Linked DNA regions of Sus scrofa: region 1 is linked to region 2. A link is a contact called in public HiChIP or PLAC-seq data. All regions are on one chromosome and are shown on one strand. The core of a region is the stretch at or near the end of the contact, and the rest is flanking DNA. Distances in the headings are between cores, read along the strand shown. Region 1 holds the start of ANXA2 (annexin A2). Region 2 holds the start of LOC100152206 (C2 calcium-dependent domain-containing protein 4A).

Region 1 (5,335 bases), core at 185-2,684, 1.7 Mb after region 2:
TCAGAAATTGTATGAACAGAGTTGCTTTCTTTTCTATTTGTCCTTCTGACAGTGCCAATCGTGTTTCATTCTGAGTGAAAGAAATGGGTTGGGTGAGCTCTGAGTTGAGTGTCCAGAGGCCCCGTTTATGGTCTGGATTTGACTTTGAGCTTGGGAACGATGTCTTGGCCTTACCATTTTCTGATTCCCAGGAGTGAAATGATACTGAAGAGTAAAAATGGACGGTAACATAGGTGGAAAATTAAAACACAGAAGCATCAAGACCAGCAGAGAGCTACGTGAGGTGTATGAAAGGAATTAAAAGGAGCCAAGGGCGATCTTTTGGATTCTTAGCATAACTTTCCCTCTAGTTTGAGGTTTGAATACAGTGTTTACGCAGTCATACACAAAACCATGTTTGTCTGCATGTTGCCGCTGCAGTTCGTGGAAAGAGCATGGAAGAAAATGAGAAACTGAACAAAACCAGGGAGCTTACTGAGAGGCTGAGAGGGAAACAAAATCAAACCAAACAAAAAAATGGCAGTTCGGAAAGAAGGAAGGGAGGAAACTTCTTTGTTGGAACTCGAGGTTCTAAACCATCGGCCCCACCCAGTCCAAGGCTGCCTGCCACGAGGACTCGCAGAGCAGAGCTGCTCCACACGGGAGGCTGAACGGTCCCGGGAAGCGTGGAGGGAAACGAAGGGCGCGCTCAGGCAAAGGGCGCCTCCCCGGCGGGGCGGGGGGGTGGTGGGTAAGAACTTGGCTCCGGGTCTGGGCCCCCTAACGCGCCACCCAGCTCCCACCGTAGTTCCACGCCTCGCAGCGCGCTCGGAGGCGGGGGCGGACCAATCGTTTGCCCGCCGGGACCGTGTGGACCGTCCCCCCCCACCCCCACCCGCCGCGCCTCCGCGCGCTCCTCCCAGGAACTGTCGGTCAGAGGTTAAGCTAATATGTGTGCTGTCGGTAACCGGGAGCTGAATGCCAACGGCTCAGCTCGGGGGAATCACGATTTATGTTTCTTGGCACAATTCTTCCTTCCATTGCATTGACGCCTTAAAAAAAAGTGACATAGCCAAGCTCAGAGTCGGCTCAAGTCTTGCCAATTTATAAATTGAGCCGGGGCTGAGAACTCGACGTGGCGCTCCAGAAGTAAAAGAGGAAGGGAGGAAGAAACGAAGCCGGTACTGGGCCTCAAGGAAGCCTCGGCGGCGCTTTACCGGAGGGCAGCGCCGTGGGCGCGGGGCCGCTCCCACTGGCGCGGCCCGGGGAACGTTACAGGGCGAGGCGGACCCTGCGGGCGGCGGCGGGCGGGCTGGGTAGGGTGAGTCACCCCGACTCCCGACTCCGGGTGCGAATGGGCCAGGGCAGGGGAAGGCGGGGCGGGGCGGGGCGAGGCGGGCCTCGGCGGGGAGGATGTGGTGGCTATAAAAGCCCCACCCAGGTCAGGCAGCTCCGCTCTGCATCTGGGGACGCTCGCAGCGCTCGGCGCCTGGCCCAGGTAAGCGGGGCGCCTCGTCCGCCCGCTATGGCCCTGGGGCCACCGCGCTAGCGGGGCGCAGAGAGGCGGGGAAGGAGACGGCCTTGCAAAGAGAAGCTCCAGTGGTGGGGACCCCGAGGCTGTCTGGGGAGAGGGCTGGAGAGTCCGTCCGCACCAGGGGCTCTCTGGGGAGGGGGCATAGTGGGGATCTGGACTGGAGTGAGGGGGGGCCAGGTGCGCCCCAGCCTGGGGAGTGCAGGGCAGAAGAAGGGGGTTGGGCATCCCATCCCCGAAGTGCTCGCAGGAAGCCCGGAGAAGTGGCGCCGAGAGAGGAGCGGGGGGCGGGGGGCGGGGGGAGGCCCCGCATTCCAGACGGGCCAGACGCGGCGGGGGGCAGGGTGTGGCCGCCCTGGAGCCCCGGGTCTGGTGGAGAGCAGACTTACGGCACCCTCCACGCGTTACACGACCCTCTAGAAAGAAATCCCCACCTGTTCCAAGTTACTTTACTTGAAACAGAGGCGCATTTATGGAACTTGTGCCGACTAGTAGAAGGGAAGCAGTGAGGGGAGGATAAGGGGTGGGAGCTGTTAGCAGCGGCCCCCTGCTCCAGTCAAACAAAACAGAATGAAGAAACCTCATTCTCCTTTGTCTAGATTATCTTGTAAGAGCAACTTCTGATTTCCGTGTATCCTTCCCTACTTGGTTGACCACTTTTGCATCGGGAAGGAAGTGTCCCCCAACCCCGGGGTTCTGTGGGGAGGGTTGTCACTGACTGACTTGCACTGATGCAGCAGTGAGTCAGGGACGGAAGGTACAGAAAAGGGCGTGGCCCCTCAGGCCGCTGCTTGGGAGTTCTGTGAGGACGCCAATTCCTACCTTCCTCATAGGGTTGTCATGAAGATTTCAAAAAACACGTTCATTCAAAAATAAATATGTAAAGCACACTGAAAACATTAGGTGCCATACAACACAAAGTGTCCTTATTTTTGTGTTAAGATTTGCCATTTTAAAGTTATTTAAAGGTATTCTCCATCTGTGTACAGAAGAGCAGTAACCTCATGGGTACGTATTGGGTCTTTACCAAGAACCATAGTGTTCTGGAGTCCAGGATTCTGTTCCCCGACACTCAGAGAACTCTACTAGTGGGTTCTATCCAAAAGTGTGCCTAACTGTGCTTGTCTGGAACTTGGTTATTTGGGATGCCGATTTCACTTTCCCACTGAAGCAATGTTATGGAAGGCGCTTAATTTGTCAGACTAGCCCAGAGACCCTGTGTGCACTGAATCAAAAATACTGATAATATATGTGGAATTTGGGAGGTGGGCTGTTGGGGAGCGAAGGGAAAGTGAAAGGGTAGGTTAGGGAGGATATGGAGATAAAAAGAATAAATCACTGAAACATTTCACTGGAACTTTTTCTTCATTTTAAGCTTGACCCTTATTAAATTATTTTAATTGTAAAATTATATCTTTGTCACCCTCCCCACTTTTGTCTCTCTTCCTCCTGATTCTTTGAAGACCCACGCCCCTGCCAAATGGCAAAAGCCCATCCCTGCTTATCCAGTTCTGCATTCCCCTCCTTGTATATCTAGCTAGAGACTAGCAGATTGAATCCATATTCATTAATATTCAATACTAGGAATGGCTGGTGGTCCTAAAATGCCCAGCATCCTAGGGGAGTTGTATTATTTAAAAAAAAACAAAACTTTTTAAACATAAACATCTGTAATTTATAGGATTTGAGGCTATGGAATTAAGGAGCCACATAATAGACAATGTGAAGGGAGATTTTAGATGAGGTCCATTTGAGGGTCCTTTGTGGTCAGTGGTGTTAAGACCATCTCGCAAAGCACTCTCTTCTCTTCTAGCTCCATCTTTTACCTCAAAGCTTCATCAAGGCTTTCTCCAGAAGTTTACAGTGCATCTACAGTGGAAGGGTGTGACCATCAGTGTAAATTTTTTTAGTTGAAGGTTTATGATTTGGGGACCACCTGGATTTTGTGATTTCCTTCAGTGCCAAATGGCTTGCCTGCTGTAAATGCACAGGAAATACTGCTGCCTTACTGGTTTTGATCAGGAGCTTGGTTTTGGACTAGAGTCTCAATATTTAACATCCGTGTCTTTGAGCTATTAAAGTACTGTATCGATTAACGTCCTGGGCGGTCGTGGCCATTAGTTTCCTGACTAATTTCTAATTTAAGTAGTTTTCCTGGCAAGGTAGGTATCTGTCTGTAATTGCTATTGATTTTGAGGGCTGTAGGCTCTTCCTGCACTGTTGGGCCTGGAATCTGGTCTTGATCTTTGCTTGTGTGGGCCTGCTGAAGTGTTTCTCACTAACTGAAGGTGGGTGTGTCACAGAAAAGTCTCAGGCTCTCCTGAGCTGCTTCAAACATCTGTTCATTCAATAATGTTTATTATACCATGTTGTATTCACAGGTAGAAGCACTGGGGATACACCAGTGACCAAAATAGAACAAAAACAAAGAAAATCTCTGCTCTTTAGACTTTAAATCTAGTGGGGAGAAAAATATTAGAGACAAAAATGAGTGAGATGCATAGACAGTCAGTGAATTGTGAACTTGGCCCTTTCCCCACTTAATATTGGTTTCCAGATTTGGTTGGGACTCATTTTCCCTTTAATCCAGCTGTCCCACAGACCTGAGCATCATATTTAACCTGCTTTAGGGAAGGTGTGGTTTAAAGTTATCATGACTTAGCCTGCCTTCCAGATTTGTGAGACTAGAAATGAAATGCTCTTTTTTTTCTCTTGCATGTGGGAATCCACCTCCCTCATAGTCCCTGGTGCCACACCCTGTTCTGGCTGTAGGCTCCATCAGAGGAAATTCCTGTCCTTTAAAAATTTTTTTTTCCGCTCATTCACTGTCGGCTGTATTTTTCCTCCTCCAGTTGCCAGAGGCGGTCCCCAGCTACTTGGTTGGGGCACAGTCGGGGTCAGAAGATGACCAGGCCTGTTCTTCTGTGCGGTTCCACTGAGATTACCTCCAAATCTCTCTCCCAGGGAGCACTCTGAAGCTTTTAACCCCCCTGAGCTCTGTCCTATCAGAAGACGGTGTAGCATTCAAGTGGTCTGAGTTAATACTCCCCAGGCTTGGTGTGGAAAGTTCTGACTCCAGGGAGCAGCTGTCCCATGGAATCCTTGCCCTTTGTCTCTCTGCCACACCCAGTCTCCACACTCCCAGTTCAGAGGAAATCAGAGTCCCAAGGCCACTTGCAAACCCTTCCTCCTTGCCCCTCCTTCTCTGCCTTCCTTACTGAAGATGTGGGTAACATTTCCACATTGTCTTGTGGACAGAGCTGGACCTAGGGGACCCCGGTGGTAAAGAGGGGGGTGTTGGGCAGGGTGTGTGAGGGGAGGTGAGCCACATGTGATGAGATGGAGGCGGTACCCGGAATTGATCTACCAGGCTTTACAGAGATTGGAACCTCCGAGCCTGGGAACTTAAGCCTCAGCTCTGAACATATGGAACCAGACCTGCACTTGAGATATTCTGAGGAAAAGAAAGAATTGAGGAGGAGTGTATTAGAAAAGGGGGGGGAGAGACAATTCAGAAAGATCCAGTGTGTGTAAACCATCCAGAAATGTGAGTACAAAACGCTTACACTGCAAGGCATGGCTCAGACCTATGAGGAAACGGGAATGAGTAAGACAGAAACCCCGTGGGAGGATAGAGTGGAAGAATGCCTTTGTACACTGAGCTCTGATATTTCACAGACACAGCAAGGGAGACAGGAGTGCAGGGCAGGGAGAGGGGCAGGAGAAAGGTAACAGTGTGTTTTGTATCCTGAAGTCTCATGAGAATGTCAGCTGATCCAGATTGAGTGCTCCCAGTGGAGGGAACTTGGAGAGCCTGGGCCTGAG
Region 2 (4,760 bases), core at 282-2,781:
TGGAGCTGTGGGCAAGTTAATTAACCTCTTTGAGCCCAAGCTGTACAATGGGGATTATAATTCCTACCACGCAAGATTATTGTGAGCATTAAAAATGCACGAAATGCTTGGCACACAGTAAATGCTGGCTGTTATTTGGCTGTTACTATTATACACGTCTGCTTGACTAGGGATTAGGTGATTCATACATGGATTCCTTTAGAAAAACATTTCTCCTTCTGGCCAAGCCAAGCAGATTTGCTTTGTTTTTATTAATAATTTACTTTCTTCAATAACACTCTGGAAGCATTTCCTTTATTCTTGAAAACAGCAGGGATGTGTCCTCGCATGGCTGGTCCTCTGTGACCACATTAAGCCTTATGTTTTACTTACCTCGGAAGCATGAGCCATGTGATAACTGGGAGGATGGTGTAACAGGATGAGGCCCTGTGCCTGGAACACCCAAATCTACCCAGAGGAAGACCGTGATCATTCCGAGCTCATGGCTCTGGGAACATCCAGTGATGGAGCTGGAAAACAATTCTGCGAAGTAAGCATAAATAGATCGCACATCATCCAGGTCACAGGTGCCTTTGGAGTAGAAGGAAATAATTCAAAGCAGACCTGAAAAATAATATAGAAGAATTGGGTGTCAAGAAAAGCAAGAAGAAGAGAATTTATAACCACATAAAATATTGGTGTTCTGCCTTGTCCATCTCATTCAACAGAACTAGAGTGTGGAGTAGTGGAAAGAACTTGGAGTTGAGACACTTGGGTTTTAGCTCTGATAGTCACTAACTTGTTGTGGGACTTTGGCAAGTCCCTTAATTTTCCAAGTGTCTCCATCTGTCAAAGGAGGGGGTTGGATAAACCAGACGAGATTTGATTTCCTCTGTCTCTGACATTCTGCAGTCCACTTACATACTTTCTCCCAGTTAAACATCCTACCTAAACTTTCTGAAAATCCATGGTGTCATGCTTATTCTCCAGCTTTCTCCTCTAGTTCCTTTTTTCCCCAACCCCCTTTTGCTTTTCCCAACAAACTCGAGGGTTGGGAAAGGGAGTGTGGGTGTAAGACAATGTGATGTTAGAGCTTCTTCTTTTTCAATTTTTAAGCAAGAGTTGTTAATTTTTAACAAGTGTCCCTAATTCTGACTTTCATTTTTAATAGAAACAATATTTTGCACTTTGTTTTTACTGCTCATTTCCTCATTGCAGTTTAGCTTTGCCATTGCCTTTGTTATCCTGCTCATTTTTCTGAAGCCAGAATGGATGTAAGAGCTATAATTACTAGAATGCTCATTTTCTTTAGTTACCCTCTGTATCCAAATTCCTTTTGGTTCAGTGCTGTGCATTAGAGTGCCAGCGGTGTTTCTTCACATTAGTTATGGTTTGTTTTGGATTAGGACTATAAATTTCTGACTTTTGCAAGAAGTATGGCAGACTTGGGACATTTGCACCTAAAAACCAGTCTCTCAAAACATACTTAAAAAGTAAAATATTGGAGTTCCCGTTGTGGCGAGCAGAAACAAATCCGATTAGGAACCATGAGGTTTTGGGTTCAATCCCTGGCCTTGCTCAGTGAGTTAAGGATCCAGTGTTGCCATGAACTGTTAATGTAGGTCACATACGTGGCCTGGATTCTGCCTTGTTGTGGCTGTGGTGTAGTCTGATTCAACCCCTAGCCTGGGAACCTCCATATGCCACGAGTATGGCCCTAAAAAAAAAAAAAGCAAAAATAAATAAATTAATTAATCAATTGAAAGTAAAATATTAAAAGTTAAAAGCTTTTATTTTATTATTTATTTATTTATTGTCTTTTTTGCCTTTTCTTGAGCCGCTCCCGTGGTATATGGAGGTTCCCAGGCTACTGGTCTAATCGGAGCTGTAGCACTGGCCTACACCAGAACCACAGCAACGTGGGATCCAAGCTGCATCTTCGACCCACACCACAGCTCATTGCAATGCCAGATCCTTAACCCACTGAGCAAGGCTAGGGATCGAACCCGCAACCTCATGGTTCCTAGTCAGATTTGTTAACCACTGTGGCACAATGGGAACTCTGGAAACTTAAAAGCTTTTAGTCCTATCTGGTAATAGCATTACTTATACCGACCTTTTTTTTTTTTTTTTTTTTTTTTTTTTTTTTTGCTTTTTAGGGCTGCACCCATGGCATATGGAGGTTCCCAGGCTAGGGGTGGAATTGGAGCTACAGATGCTGGCCTACACCACAGCAACAGCAATGCCAGATCTGAGCCATATCTGCAAACTTCACCACAGCTCACGGCAACACCAGATCCCCAACCCACTGAGCACGGCCAGGGATTGAACCTGCATCCTCATGGATACTAGTCAGATTTGTCTCTGCTGCACCACAAAGGCAACTCCCTGTACTGACAATTTTGAGCTGAATTTTTCCACCCTAAGATTTTCTATTCCATTATCCTTTCAAACTAAGTTCTCTGAAAATTACAAGTAGCCTAGTGGTGATTTAACTGTACTTGTTGAATGAGAAGAGGGTGGCAGTCCTCAGGGAGCTGAAGGAAATAAATACCTGCTGTGTAATTTTATGTAAACCACTGACTTTAATTTTTCTATGAGGACAATACTACCACCTGCATTACTTGTCTCACAGATCTTTTGTGAAGATTACTTGAAAATGCATACCTTGGCATACTAGCTCATGAGGTATAACTGAAGAAGTATTAATAAAATGGAATAATGTTTATAAAGTCAGGCATATGCATTATCCTTTCAAAAGTATAAAGTACTATGAAAGTACGAGAAGTTAGTATTACACAGGGAGTAGTATTGTCCACTTCTCCCAGCAGATTATTCTGCCTGGGGCATCTTTTGTATCATCTTGCACTATTATTCATACGTCCTTGTAAAATTTTTGGGGAACATGCCTATCCCAACCAGAACATATTAATTTTTTGCCTTCTCCTCAGTGCGTAGTTGCTGTGCATGAACAAGAGGAGAGGGGTTGTTGGGATGAGTTGAAGAGGGCTTTCTTTACACCAGAAAGGTATTAGGTCTTTGTGAGCAGAACAGTAACCTGTGCTTTGGGAAATTAGCTACATTGACAGTGAGCAGATGGATGGAAAAGGAAAAAGCTGGAGTCCAGGAGGCCAGTTAGAGGGTGACTGCATGGTTCAGATGAGACATAGAGATAATTTAGGAAATATGATGAGGAGTTCCCATCATGGCTCACAGGAAACTAATCTGACTAGCATCCATGAGGACTCAGGTTCAATCCCTGGTCTTTCTCAGTGGGTTAAGGATCTGGTGTTGCTGCAGCTGTGGTGTAGGCCAGCAGCTTCAGCTCTGATTTGACCCCTAGCCTGGGAACCTCCATATGCCGAGGGGTTTGGCCCTAAAAAAAAAGAAATAAAGAAAGAAATATGGTGAAAGCAGAATAGCCAGGTCGGACTGTTGATTGGTTGTGGATGTTGAAGGAAAGAAGTATGAAATATTTCTAAATATATCCCAAGTATTTTGTCAGGTTGACTAAGCTAGGAAAAAGAAATGGTTGAGGATTTATATTCTGTGTGCAGGAGCGAAGGATGGAGGTGGATATTGACAGCACCAGTACTGGCTAGTGCTGATTCTCTTTTACATCCATTTTCTGTAGCACCAATTGTGGACATTTTGACTTTTTTGTCCTCCAATAGACAAAAAGGAATGATTTTCCTTTTTGATCTTCTTAGTTTGTTTAGGATGCTGTCACAAGATACTATAGACTGGGTGGTTTAAAAACAACACAAATTTACTTTTCACAGTTCTGGAGGCCAGGAGGTCCAAGATGGAGGTGCCAGCTGACTCCCTGTCTTGTGAGGGCCCACTTTCTGGTTCATAGATAGCTGTTTTTTGCTCCATGCTCACAGGGCAGAAGGGGTGAGGGAGCTCTCTGAGTCTCTTCTACAAGAGTCCTCTTTTATAAAGATTCTACTCACATTCATGACGGCCCTGCTTAATTACCCAATGACCCAATTACCTCCCAAAGCCCGTGCTCTGCTCCCATACCAGGACAATGAAGGTTAGGATTTCAACATATGAATTTTGGGGGCACACATTGTCCATAGAAGATGTTTAAAAGCAATTCACACATATTTTCAGACACTGTGTGTAGCAAAGCATTTAATTAACTTGTGACTACAATAATCTAATTATTTGTTTTATGTCTGTTTATAGTACCTCAATTTTTTGAAATAAATATTAGAAAAAAGTCCAAAGAGAATTGGCTTGTCAGTGGGTGGTTTAATTTTACTAACTGAAAAAAGCCCTTACGTTATATAAAGCCTCACTTTGAAGGTCTTGCCACACCAGTAACAGTTCAGTGATTGCATGAAAGTGATAAATAAGTAACAGCTAACCCTCACCTAAAGATAAAAAAGGAAGTACTATGTTTCATTCTTTGTTTCCTTAATGAGGTAACTAAGAAGTGGCTCATGAGTTAAGTAAGAGCCAATCAGACCCAGAAGGGAGGAAAAATAACAAGTTAACGAAATGCATACTCAGTCCCCAGTTTATCTGTCATCTTGATGGGGTTCTGTTCCTTCTCCTTACAGTTGTAAATTATTAAAGTATGTTTTCAGGAAGCAAAAAAAGACGGAGGGCTATCTCAGGCACAGTTGATAGGTAGCAGGACCAGCGTGCAAAGGTCTCCTTTATTCCTCCTGAAGGGGTGGTTATTTAGGCGCTCAGTACTGACCAAAGGCCTATGAAGCGCCAGGCTCCGGTCGCGTAGGCTCCACCGAGCTGCCGCCGGAACGGCTGCG

What was found. HiChIP or PLAC-seq counts read pairs in DNA pulled down with a chosen protein or histone mark.
Region 1: a contact with region 2 is called in an H3K27ac HiChIP or PLAC-seq map of alveolar macrophages. The contact joins the promoter of ANXA2 here to the promoter of LOC100152206 in region 2. A contact is called at or near these places in 1 of 5 promoter capture datasets (liver) and 1 of 2 datasets of contacts at active chromatin or transcription factors (alveolar macrophages).

Annotation. Positions count from the first base shown.
Region 1 is chr1:111,587,790-111,593,124 of Sscrofa11.1, forward strand. ANXA2 (annexin A2) reads left to right here and starts at 1,435. Exons shown (of 13, transcript NM_001005726.1): 1 at 1,435-1,477.
Region 2 is chr1:109,926,229-109,930,988 of Sscrofa11.1, forward strand. It overlaps LOC100152206 (C2 calcium-dependent domain-containing protein 4A), which reads right to left and starts at 1,532. Exons shown (of 4, transcript XM_013992909.2): 1 at 373-1,532.